Regions from separate parts of the Mus musculus genome. Here region 1 is linked to region 2. A link is a contact called in public HiChIP or PLAC-seq data. All regions are on one chromosome and are shown on one strand. The core of a region is the stretch at or near the end of the contact, and the rest is flanking DNA. Distances in the headings are between cores, read along the strand shown.

Evidence for each region. HiChIP or PLAC-seq counts read pairs in DNA pulled down with a chosen protein or histone mark.
Region 1: a FOXA1 HiChIP or PLAC-seq map of pancreatic cancer cells shows a contact between it and region 2. The contact joins two enhancer-like sites. A contact is called at or near these places in 1 of 484 Hi-C or Micro-C datasets (CD8 T cells) and 6 of 115 datasets of contacts at active chromatin or transcription factors (embryonic stem cells, memory CD8 T cells, pancreatic cancer cells and 2 more).

What each region holds. Positions count from the first base shown.
Region 1 is chr16:33,577,476-33,583,451 of GRCm38.p6, reverse strand. All of the region lies in intron 4 of Slc12a8 (solute carrier family 12 (potassium/chloride transporters), member 8), which reads right to left. Among named protein-coding and RNA genes, the nearest start is that of Slc12a8, 62 kb to the right of the region's middle. Within about 2 kb of position 2,636, at least 94 of the 459 cell types and tissues checked have an H3K27ac peak or open chromatin away from gene starts, as enhancers often do. A contact at or near this core is called in pancreatic cancer cells, where this site is marked.
Region 2 is chr16:33,334,151-33,340,020 of GRCm38.p6, reverse strand. No RefSeq gene overlaps it. Among named protein-coding and RNA genes, the nearest start is that of 1700007L15Rik, 44 kb to the left of the region's middle. Within about 2 kb of position 2,595, at least 90 of the 459 cell types and tissues checked have an H3K27ac peak or open chromatin away from gene starts, as enhancers often do. A contact at or near this core is called in pancreatic cancer cells, where this site is marked.

The sequences.
Region 1 (5,976 bases), core at 1,387-3,886, 240 kb before region 2:
GGCCATTTTTAAAATTTGTATTTTTTTTAATTCTCATACAATATATTTTAATCATATTCTTTTCTCTATCTTAATTCTTCCCCACAACCAACTTTGTGTTCTCTCTCTCTCTCTCTCTCTCTCTCCCTCTCGCTCTCTCTCTCTCTCTTTCTCAATAAAACACAAAAACAAAATAAGGAAAACAAACAAAACCACAAAATCAAAACAGATAAAAATAAAGAAAAAAATCAGTAAGACAAAAAATACCACAATAAAACAAAAAGTACACACACGCAAACCAAGACCACAGAGACTTTTATGTTGTCCAATAATTCCTGGGCATGAGGCCTACCTAGAATGTGGCTGATATTCCTAGTGACACACCATTGGAGAAAACTGGGTTGTTGTTGTTTTGTTGTTGTTGTTGTTGTTTCTTTCCCAGAAAGTAATCAATTACAAACAGCTCCTGGTTAGGAGTGGCGTTTGGTACATTCCCGTGTGTGACACTGCTACCATGCTCAAGAACCTGAGGCTTCCTCGGTCATGGTCCCTAGCGAAAACATAACACTATTATTCTGCTAAAACAATAACAACAACATAGCAATAAAATGACACCTTGCTATATCCACAGATCAGAGCATCGCTCCATCCAATCAGAGAAGCCTCTTCCTACAGTAGATGAGAGCCAACGACAAGAAGATCCACAACTGGACACCATCCAGAGAGTGAGAGGCTCTGGAACACTGTGTCCTAAATGGGATATCTTTATCAAACGCCTCCGTCCAAGGTTAGGAGTTCTATGAAGAAGAGGATGTGGGCAGATTGTAAGAGCCAGAGGTGGTGATGACTCCAGAGAAACATCATTTTTTCAGACCCCACAGGATGCACACGTAAACTTACAGAGACCGAGCCACTTTAACCACGAAGGACACTAGTGTGCAGGACAGAAGCAGAATATTTAGAAGACGCAAGAGTCAAACGAAGAGAAACCCCAGATACTGCCAAGGCCATATATGATGGATTCCCCCTGCCCAGGACAATTAGAGGTGTCCAGTAAGAGTGTTTTGAGCTGGATGTGGTGGGGCTTGCCGGGGACCTCAAACTGAGGCAGGTGCTTGAAGAGTTCGAGGCTGGCTTCAGAGTAAGAGGTGGCCTCAAAGAAAATCCTAAAAAGGATAGACCATATCCAGTGTGTACAGCTAATGGGCCTGCAGAGAAGAAAGAGGAGATAGGACAGGTTTGAAAGAGGCCCCAGGGAACTCTGGGCAGTGAGCTGGGAGCAGCCCTCAACCTGCACTCTAGCCTCATCCCTGGTAACTTTGGTCGTTCGAGGAGGGGTTGTGGAGGAGTGAATGAGGTCTCCAAGTCTGAGACTCCACCCAGAGAGAAAACATGAAGAGAGGGCTGGACATTCAGCAGGGGCCAGAAGGGAAACGTGAAATGGGGCTGGGCCTGCAGGGTCCACCCAGATTACCCAAGGAAAGCAGCCTGGAGCCTCCTCTGTCCCTGGGGAAGGCCTCCACCCTGAGCGGGACAGGCTGCCAGGAAGCAGTAACACCCCCACCAACCCCCCCCCACACACACACACACATACACACACACACATACACACATTCTCGCATCCAAGGGGATGAAGGGCCAGAGGAGGAGGGGTAGATGCTCTGCTCTGATGGGGGAGTGACTAAGTGTCCAGCAACTGAACCCTTGCCACCTCTACACTCTGAAAGAGCAGCCTGGTTCCTCTGAGCTGAGCATTCTTCCTTGTGGAAGGGAAGCTGAACGTTTCCTATTGCAAGATGGCTTCTAACAGCCAAATTGTGCCTTCTATGACCAATGGCCTCTGTTTTTAAAAGTACTTGGGGGCTGGAGAGATGGCTCAGTACTGACTGCTCTTCCAGAGGTTCTGAGTTCAATTCCCAGCAACCACATGTTGGCTCACCACCATGCGTAATGAGATCTGACTCCCTCTTCTGGGGTGTCTGAAGACAGCTACAGTATATTTATGTATAATAATAAATAACCCTTTGGGCCAGAGTGAGCAGGGTTGATTGGAGCCAGCAGAGGTCCTAAAAATACAATTTCCCAACAACCACATGAAGGCTCACAACCATCTGTACAGCTACACTGCATTCGTATACATAAAATAAATAAATAAATCTTTAAAAAAAAAATGCCAGAAATGAGGACAAAGCCTGACTTGGGCTCTAAGAAGAAAGCGTCACCTTAAGGAGAGGAAAGCAGTAGCTACTGGGGCAGCCAAGCTTGTGCCAGATCCCATGTGGAGTGCTGTCCCAGCTGGACATTTAAGCTGTCAACAGCCTGGCACATTTTCTCAGTGAGGTAGGAATCCCAGAGAGAGGGGCCCAGGGCAGATTCTAACACTGTGCTGGCTTCACAACTATCCCAAGGATGCAGGGAGACCTGGCAGGGAGCCAGGAGCTCCAGGGGCAACTAGGGCCCTGCTTTGGGGACTAGAGAGGTCCCACCCACTGTGGCCCCAGATTCCCCCACCCACCCCCCACCCCCAGAGGCCTGGCCTGTGTAACTCTCAGCCTGAAGGATTCCCTGAGAAAGGAAAAGCTGGCCTCTTATCTCCTGGGGTAAAGGAATGTGCTCTCCTGCCAGGACAAGGGGCTGCTGGACAGGAAGTCTCCACCCTAGCTGTGGGTTCCTCCCAGTCACCACTTGCTCCTTCTGGCTGTCCCTGCCTCTGGCATCCACTTCCCATGCTTAAACTTCTGACCTGACCTCCCCAACAGAATTCTAAGCCATTTTACCCCTCACCCCACCCCAAGCCTCCTCCAATTAGCTACCCACTCTCAGCTCCATGCCACTGGGGAATTCTGACCCAGAAGTCCATCCCCTGCCCCACTTCTATGTGGCTATGCTCCCTAGGCAGATGGCTGAGGATGCCAAGTGGCCTTGTAGTGCACAGGACCATCTCAGAGATACACTCCTGCTGTGCAGCAGGCTGACACACTGAAACACACAGCTCCTGCCTCGCAAGTCTCCAAGCCAATCCCAACCAGGAAACAAATCAGAAAGCCTCCCTAGAATCCCATGGCATGGAGCTGGGTATGCACATCAGTGGTAAAGCGTGTGTTCAACATGAACAAGGCCCTGGGTTCAATTCCCAGCAACACAGAAAACAGACAACAGTGACAGAGTGAATCTCATGGATGACAGCGCAGCATCACAGAACCTGAGAACGGTCCAGGGACTCTACCCTGACACCCATTTTATAGATGGAGATGCTGAGGCCCAGGAAAAGTGAGTCCTATATCACAAGATTGGCAGCTGGTCAGGTAAGGGCAGGACCCAGGGAATCTAAGCCTCCACTCAACAAGCCCTATGTGTCCTCACAGGCCCCGTAGCAGCAATCATATGTATTGTTATTGTGGGGCTATTTGACTATTTTTCCATTATGTACCAGATAGCTATTTTTCTGGTATGGCTATACTGTCTCACCACATGATACATGCAAAAACATAAAATATTCTTAAGAGTAACATTTGGGATCAAGCCAAGTGTTCACAACCGGAGAAGGCATAAACAAAATGTAGTGTACTTGGGGAATGGAATATCATTCAGCCATGAAAAGGGATGAAGTGGTGGCTAGAAAGCAAGCGTAGCTGGTAACCTACTTGCCTGGCAAACAAGGGGACCTGAGTTCAACACTCCAGAATCCAGATTTTAATAGGCAGAGAGCCAAAGAATTTACTCAGAGGGCAGGAAAACTTATCCTACAGTCATGAGAACAAAATTCCTCCGGCATCCCTGTCACAAGTTGGGTTTCCCTGCAGATAGATGCCTAGAACCTCAGCAATGAGGGTGAGGAGACAGGAGGGTTATAGAGGCTTGCTGGCTTCCAGCCTAGCTGAGAAAATATAAGTTCTGGTGCCAGCAGAGGCCAAGAGAGGGCATCAGATCTCCTGCATCTGGAACTACAGTTGCTCCTGAGTGCTGGGAACCAAACCCAGGTCCAACACAGAGCGGCCAGTGCTTCTAACCACCGAGTCATCCGTCAGCCCCACTAATCACATATGCTTAAAAGTGGGGTGTGGGGACACACGCTTATAATCCTGCCACTGGGGAAACAGAGATGAGCAAACAGATCCCTGGGGCTCCTTGGCCAGTCTTACCTACTTGGTGAGTTCCAGGCCAGTGAGAAACCCTGTCTCGAAAGCACCGTGGACAACACCTGAGGAACAGCAGCTAAGATTGTCCTCTGGCCTCTGCATACACGGACTCATGCATGGATGGACACAGACAGACAGACACACACACACTCACTCACACCATACACAAAGGGATGAAACACTGGACATACTACAACTTAGGTGGTCTTTAAAAACATCACTCCAAGTGAAAGGACAAGTGTCCTAAGAGTCCATTCCTGTGTAACATCCAGCCTGACAAACTCAGAGCCAGACACGGCAGAACAGTTCCTCAGGGCCCGGGGACTCGTTTTCTATTTGAGGTGAGGGAACCTTCAGGAGCCGATGGTGGTGACTGCTGTATATAGTGATGACTGTGGCTAACCCCACTGAATCGCTTACCTAAATATGGTTTAAACATCAACTCACACCTTAGAGATATTTTATCACAATAAAAAAGAAAACCAAAAGAACCCATTTCTTTGCACATGCCCCCTCAGAGATCACAGCCCACAGCCTTGATTTAGACCCAGCTCCCGCCTGCTTTACACATATAGAAATAGGGAATAAAAGCACTTCTTGGTTGAGGCCAGTGGGAAATCAGCTATGAAGCAATAACCTCCCAGACATGGCTATTCCCAGAACAGGGCTGGCTAGAGCCCAGGAGGGAAAGATCAGTGCTAGGCTTGCTGTTATCTATCTGTCCAGTGCAGATACGGACAGAGCCCTGTGTGTTCTTGAGTTTAGGTGGAAGCCTGGGCTCCCTTTGCTGACACCGGGGGGGGGTGGGGGGGGGCTTGGTGTGTCAGCAGTGGAGAGGCAGGCAAGGAGGCTATCAGAAGCAGAGGTTTGGGTGTCTCAGTGTCAGGTGTTCTAAGGAGTCAGGCAAGGAGGCTATCAGAAGCAGAGGTTTGGGTGTCTCAGTGTCAGGTGTTCTAAGGAGTCATACTTGGCCCACATGTTCCCACTTCCAAGACTCTTCTGGTCACCAGGACTTGAGGACTGGGAACAACATTTAACAGTGGTCCCCACAAGCCAGAACTAGCCTTGGGGTAATATGCTATCAACCTAGGTGGCCCTGTGACAGTGGCAGCATGCTGGCTCTACTGCTCTAATCTGTTCCCATGTCCCCTCAGAGGCTGGCAGAGCTCACTGCTCCAGGCACCCATAGCCTTCAAGGCTCATGCAGAGTGAGGTGCTGTCTGGGGTATCTCCTAACAGGAGACACCTCAGGGTCCCTCTTCCTTCTGCATCAATTCCTCGGCTCAGACTGGATGTCATCATCGGGATGTGGTACCTGGAAGCTTTGTTAATGGGGTAGAAAGTGTTGTAATGACAGCCACCGACACAAAGAAACAGAGGAGTAAGGTCTCATCCAGATGGCTTGGATTAAAGTGTCCCCGTGCCTGCCTCACAGTGCAGAGCCTAGTCCCAGGAGCAGCAGGGCCTGAGCACTGTTCAAAGAATGCTCGTGGGTCCGCTCCTTCCTCATCCCTGACCAAGCACACAAGAATTTTCATTTTCACACGGGCCCTAGATCCTGAGACCTGAGAAACACTGTCTTAGCACACAACCCAGTGGCTTCCAGGGGCTTCTCCTTTTAGGATAAGCAGTGATGGCTACAATAACTCTCTGTGGAGCACCTGCTTCATGCCAGGGTCCACACCGGGTCTCACATTGACAGTATCTTACTTCATTCTTTGACAGTCCAGCAGGGCAGCCATTACCACTTGTTTTCAGATATGAGGGAAAAGAGGTTGGTAGGATCTGAGTAGCATGTTGCAGCCAAGCTGGGATTTGCTATGAGGGGCCTAACTCTAAAAGCAGGGCTCAGGACAGT
Region 2 (5,870 bases), core at 1,346-3,845:
AAATGATCGATTCTGGTGTTCTTTCACATCCCTGTCTCTGTGGAGATGAAAGAGAGCAAACATGGACAATGTCCACTTTCCTTTTATGGAGATGACCCCAGAAGGACAAAGATGGCAGCAACTAGCACAAGGGAACCTGGGAAACAGTCTGTTACACAGCTGGAACTGAGGGGTCTGTCTTTAAAGGAAGAGGAGAATGACAGCCAGAAGGAAAATGCTCTCTCTTGAAAAGCCAGTAGTCACCTTTGCAGGTCTGGTCCCGCTCTCTAGTCTCCAGGGAGGGGATGGACTGAACTGAGACAAAGTAGTCTCTGAGAAAGCCTGGGCTGCCTGGTAATAGAAAAGCTTGGTAGTTTGAAGAGTAACAGAATAGCAAGGTTGTTTGTGTAAGAAAGGGGGGAGGGGTGGGAACTAGGTCTGCTTATCAAAGTCAGGGGCATGGAAGAGAGAAGACAGTCCAGATGCTGGCAAGGAAGGAGTCGGTTGGTTGGTTGGTTGGTTGGTTGGTTGGTTGGTTGGTTAGTTGGTTAGTTGAGAAGGGGCTCAAATTAATCAGAAGGGGAAAGACCTGAGGACACATGGAGTGGTTAGCATTCTACACTTCTTTCTTGGGATAAAAGAGAAAGAGTAGTAGCTGGGCAGTGGTGGTGCACGCCTTTAATCCCAGCACTTGGGAGGCAGAGGCAGGAGGATTTCTGAGTTCAAGGCCAGCCTGGTCTACAGAGTGAGTTTCAGGACAGCCAGGACTACACAGAGAAACTGTCTCAAAAAAAAAAAACAAAAACAAAAACAAACAAACAAACAAAAAGAAAGAAAGAAAGAGAGAGAGAAAGAGTAGCCTATGCATCAAGAGATGGGTCCAGGGCTCAGAGACGGCTCCAAGGTTAAGAGCACTTGCTACTGTTGCAAAATACGAGCTTTTGCCTCCCAGCATCCACGCTGGGAACTCACACTGCCTGCAACTTCAGCTCTGGGGGGTCAAACACTCCTAGTTTCTGAAGACAATTGTACTCACATGTGAGCTACACACACAAGTAAAGATAAATTAAATCTTTTTAAAAACAGAGAGATGGAGACACTTGAATATAGAGTGGGAACACTGAGCAAGCCTGTATTCGGGTCATCTAATCACACCCATGCATGCGTTTCCTGCCTGCATTTGTACACATGGAGGCTGCTAAGAGCTCATGAAATTTCAGAGGGAATGTGCCGTCTTAACCAGGACTACCCTGCCCCTTGCAGAATATAAATAAATATGCTGTCCCTCCCTCAACAGAGCGAGGGACCTGAAAGCCAAACAGACACTGTGGACACAGAGTTGCCCTCAATAAATATTTGTTAAACAAGCACATGCATGAATGAATGAACAAACACATCTTGCTTCCTGTGACTCTGGACAGGCCCACATGCTCAGCACATTTAAATTCCTCCTCAAACACCATTGTTCCTCTGGGCCGATGCTCATCTCACAGAGTCTGTTTGCAAGCCTGCCTCCTTCTCTCAAAGGTGAACCTGGTATTACTGAGATAATATGGATTTTAGCAGGCAGTATTTAGGCCGCGTGTTGGAGCTATTAGAGATTGGAAGGATCCACTTGGGCCAGATGCCAGCTTCGTATGTTTAAAACCCTGGTATAGGTTAGGACTGTAGGTAGGTGGGAAGGTGCTTATGAAGGGCACAGGTTCAAGTCCCAACATAAGGGGTACAGATTTAAATAATAGGTTGAGCTTGCTGTGGTATTTTCCCCCTCCAAAAGGTGACTGGCCCTTGATGGAAGTCCTCTATGGCGGTTTCTTTTGTTGTGTTTGTGTGATTTTAATTTTTGTTGTTTTTGTTTTTCTAGACATGGGTTCTCTGTGGAATAGCCCTAGCTGTCCTGGACTTGCTTTGTAGACCTGGCTGGACTCAAACCAGCCTGCTTCTGCCTCCTGAGTGCTGGGATTAAAGGCATGCGCCACCACACCAGGCAAGATTTAAAATTTGTACTGTTATATCTACTTTGTATTTTGCATGTGCGCTTGTGGGCAAGAACTGGTGAATGTCATGTGTATAGAGGTCAGAGGCCAACTTGCAGGAACCGGTTCTTGCCTTCTAGCTGTGGGTTCTGGGGGTAGGGGTTGAACTCAGGTCATCAGACTTGAGGGTGGCGTTTGTGGGCTGAGCCCTCCCACAGACCCTGCTTCCGTCTGATTTTGAGACAGTGTTTCATGACCTCGGCACACTCAGGTAGCTCAGAAACAAACAATCAAACCAAACCAAAACAACGTCCCCCGGCACCACTTTTGCCTTCGGTTCACCTACCTTTCTTGTCTGCGCTTTTTAAATTTAGGAGAGTATTTCCAGGAGACAGTGATCCTGGAGGGAAATTAGAACAAACGCTTCCTGATCGATTACGAGTCACTCGCAAAACCAGGAAATCTCGTATTATAGAGTCATTGTAGATGGTGACGTGTTAGAGATCAAATATAAACAAACAAAAGATGGACTTGGTAGTTGTTGCTTAATGGGCTCAGGGGCGCCCTCCTGTGGGCCAGTCCCTACCCCGGGCCTCCAGAGACTGCGGCCCTCCCCTGAGCTTCCATCTGGAGCCTGGTCTGTTGAATGAAAGGTATGCACATCCTCACCGTAGAGGGAGAGTCGCCAGGTTCAGCTTTCAAACTGCAGAAATGAAGAGCAAGCCAAATGATGACATCACCGTTGGTTTGCGAGGCTGCCTGCCTCCTGGTGGAGGGCACAGAAGCTTCACTTTTGTCCTTGCTGTGGGACTGGCACTGACTGGCCACTTCTGGCTGAAGGTCAGAGCTGAAGCAGACCCACTACCCTTGGAAATCCCTGTCTTGTTTCTGTCCAGACCAAACCTCCTCCTCTTCTTTGTTTCTTTTTGTTGTGTTTTTGTTTTTTTTTTTTCAAGGCAGAGTCTCATGTGGCCCAGGCTGGTCCAGAACTTGCTTTGTAGCTTTGAACTCCCTGATCATTCTGGCTCCACCTACCAAGTGCTGGGGGTTTCAGGTGTCCGACACCATGCCGTGTAGACAGGACACTCTCTAGGCCAGTAGTTCTCAGCCTTCCTAATGCTGTGACCCTTGCATACAGTTCCTCATGTTGTAGTGACCCCCCAACCATAAAATTATTTCATTGCTACTTTGTAATTTGGCTAATTATAAATCACAGTATAAATATCTGATAGGCAACCCCCATGAAGGTCACAACCCACAGGTTGAGAACCACTGCTCTAGAGCATTCTTTAGAGCCCTGTCTCTCTGGGGCAAGACAAGAACAAGGGAGTGAGGGAGCTAAGAGAACCACCGCTTACATTTGTGGGGGGCACCGCCTTAGCCCATAGCCTGCTTCCCAGTGTTCCAGGCAGGGGGATCAGGAGACCAAAGCCAACACCCACTATTGCTCTTAGTCCCTGCCTGCCTTCTAGAATATTCTACCAGCTTCTGGCTAGGGACCAGCTAGTGATTCTATATCATTTCTAGTTTGACATCGAAACCTCTGAGTTTTCAGCCAACATCACAGCAAGGCCAGTCTCCTCCATCCCTCCCTCCCTCCCTTCCTTCCCCACACCCTTTCTTCCTCTCCCCGTCCCCCTCCCCCCCATCTCCCTTCCTCCTGTCGCCTTCCTCATTTTTTATCCTCCAGAGACTATACCTGAATAGACCACACACATTTTCATGATATTTCCTAACGAAAACTAAAGGAGTAAATTGCAAACCTGCATTCATAACTATTTCTGGGTGCTACAAATTGGTGCTAGCCCTTAGCTGTTTTTCTCTGACCACATAGTTTTCCTATCCTTGAGTGAGACCGTCTCAGTCTGCCTCAGCGCATGCCATTGTCCCAGGACTGACCCAGCCTGGGATTGGCGTCCTTTCTAATTACAGAGAAGCACACACACACCCTCCCCCGCCAGGTCCGGTGCATCTGATATTTCATACCCAGTGTTTGGTTCTGGGTGTCAGATTTTAAGATGCACACTGACAGATTGGAGAGAACAACCAGGTAGTGAGGACTCTGGAAACCATCTTATACCAAGAAGGGGAAGAAAGCAAAACAAAACAAAACAAAATGCTCACCCAGGGCTGGAGAGATGGCTCAGCGGTTAAGAGCACTGACTGCTCTTCTGAAGGTCCTGAGTTCAAATCCTAGAAACCACATGGTGGCTCACAACCATCCGTAATGAGATCTAACACCCTCTTCTGGTGGGTCTGAAGACAGCTACAGCATACTTATATATAATAATAATTTAAAAAATCTTAAAAAACAAAGAGTCAGGCAGTGATGGCACATGCCTTTAATCCCAGCACTTGGGAGGCAGAGGCAGGCAGCTACACAGAGAAATAAAAACCAAAAGTAAAGGAAGGAAGGAAGGAAGGAAGGAAGGAAGGAAGGAAGGAAGGAAATGCTCAACCAGAAGAGAGAGTTTTTTTTGGTTTTGTTTTTTTGTTTTGTTTTGTTTTGTTTTGTTTTGTTTTGTTTTTTGGTTTTTCGAGTCAGGCTTTCTCTATATAGACCTGGATATCCTGGAACTCACTTTGTAGACCAGGCTGGCCTTGAACCCAGAAATCCAGCTGCCTCTGCCTCCCGAGTGCTGGGATTAAAGGAGTGCGCCACCATGCCTGGCTAAGAGAAAGGGTTTATTGCTTGTGTCTGCATGGGTGCAGCATGGTGCTACTTTGAGGGCATCTTAAAGGACCCAGTTTAACTCACCCAGTTCTATTTAAGTGGTGTTGTGTGGCAGTTTCTTCCAAGATTAAAACCTTTCCTCCTGGAGGGAAGCTCACTGTGAGAAAGGATGCTTACAAGGAAGTGAAACACACGGAAGCTCATTAAGCTAAGAAGTGAACACCTGTAAGCTTCAGGAAGTTCCTAAAACTGATCAGATTCACTAGGCCCCTCTGTCCCTAAGCAAACGCAAGCCGTTAGAACAGAGAGACGCTCAGGGAAGCCTGGAAGAGGCTCAGACCAACTTAACTACTAGAAAGGACATTCTTCATCCTGCTGAGCTGCCTGCAGGCTGCGCAGTGCACTATAGTATTCATGAGCCGTCACCCATGCTGGGTAGGCTCTGGTGATGCAGCTGTCTCTGAGTAATTTCTGCTTCTATAAGTAACCCCTCAGCCATATTCTTTTATGCAGTATAACTCAATGGTTCTCTGAGTTGATCTCTGGTGGTATCTGATCTTTGGTCAATCTTTGGTTCCTTATTTGGGGTGAGTACATATTTGTTCACATTTCCCTGGGGAATAGTGTCACATGACAGGTAGCATGGACCTTTCTAAGAAGACATTAAGGGTCTTTTTGCTGAGACTGTTCCTAGGTCTCATCTGGCCCTACAGAGGAGTGGTTCTGGACAGTTCTCTTGTCTGGCAGAAGGCTGTCCTTGCAGTCCTATAACTCATTTCTATGCATTAAACAGAGAGACCTGGAGGTTTGGGGCGACTGTGGTCCCGTTAGCCCTTGCTGCCTCTAGACATCAGTCAGTTTTCACCTGTAATTCTTCTCCTTTGAAATCCTGACAAGCTCTTTGGGAATTTCAAATGTTCCCTTCCGTAGGGTGACACCCCGCTTGCTTTACATTTTAAACTTCAAAGCTGCTTTGGAGCATAAAGGTTTGCTTTGTAACATCTTAAAGGTTTCTAGCCACAGGGAAAGTGACTTGAACTCTTTGCTTTTGAAGTTGATACCTTGTCCACCAACTTCCTGGTTACCTTGGCCATCCTTTCAGGATGTGGAGGCATCCCTGTGAACTTGCCTTTGCTCTGGAAGAAGAGGTCTGCCTCTGACCCATCTAGCGCATCTTAGGGCATTCTAGAGCAGGGGAGGCCGGAGGTGCCCATCCCACATCTCCAAGAGATCTCAAAAGA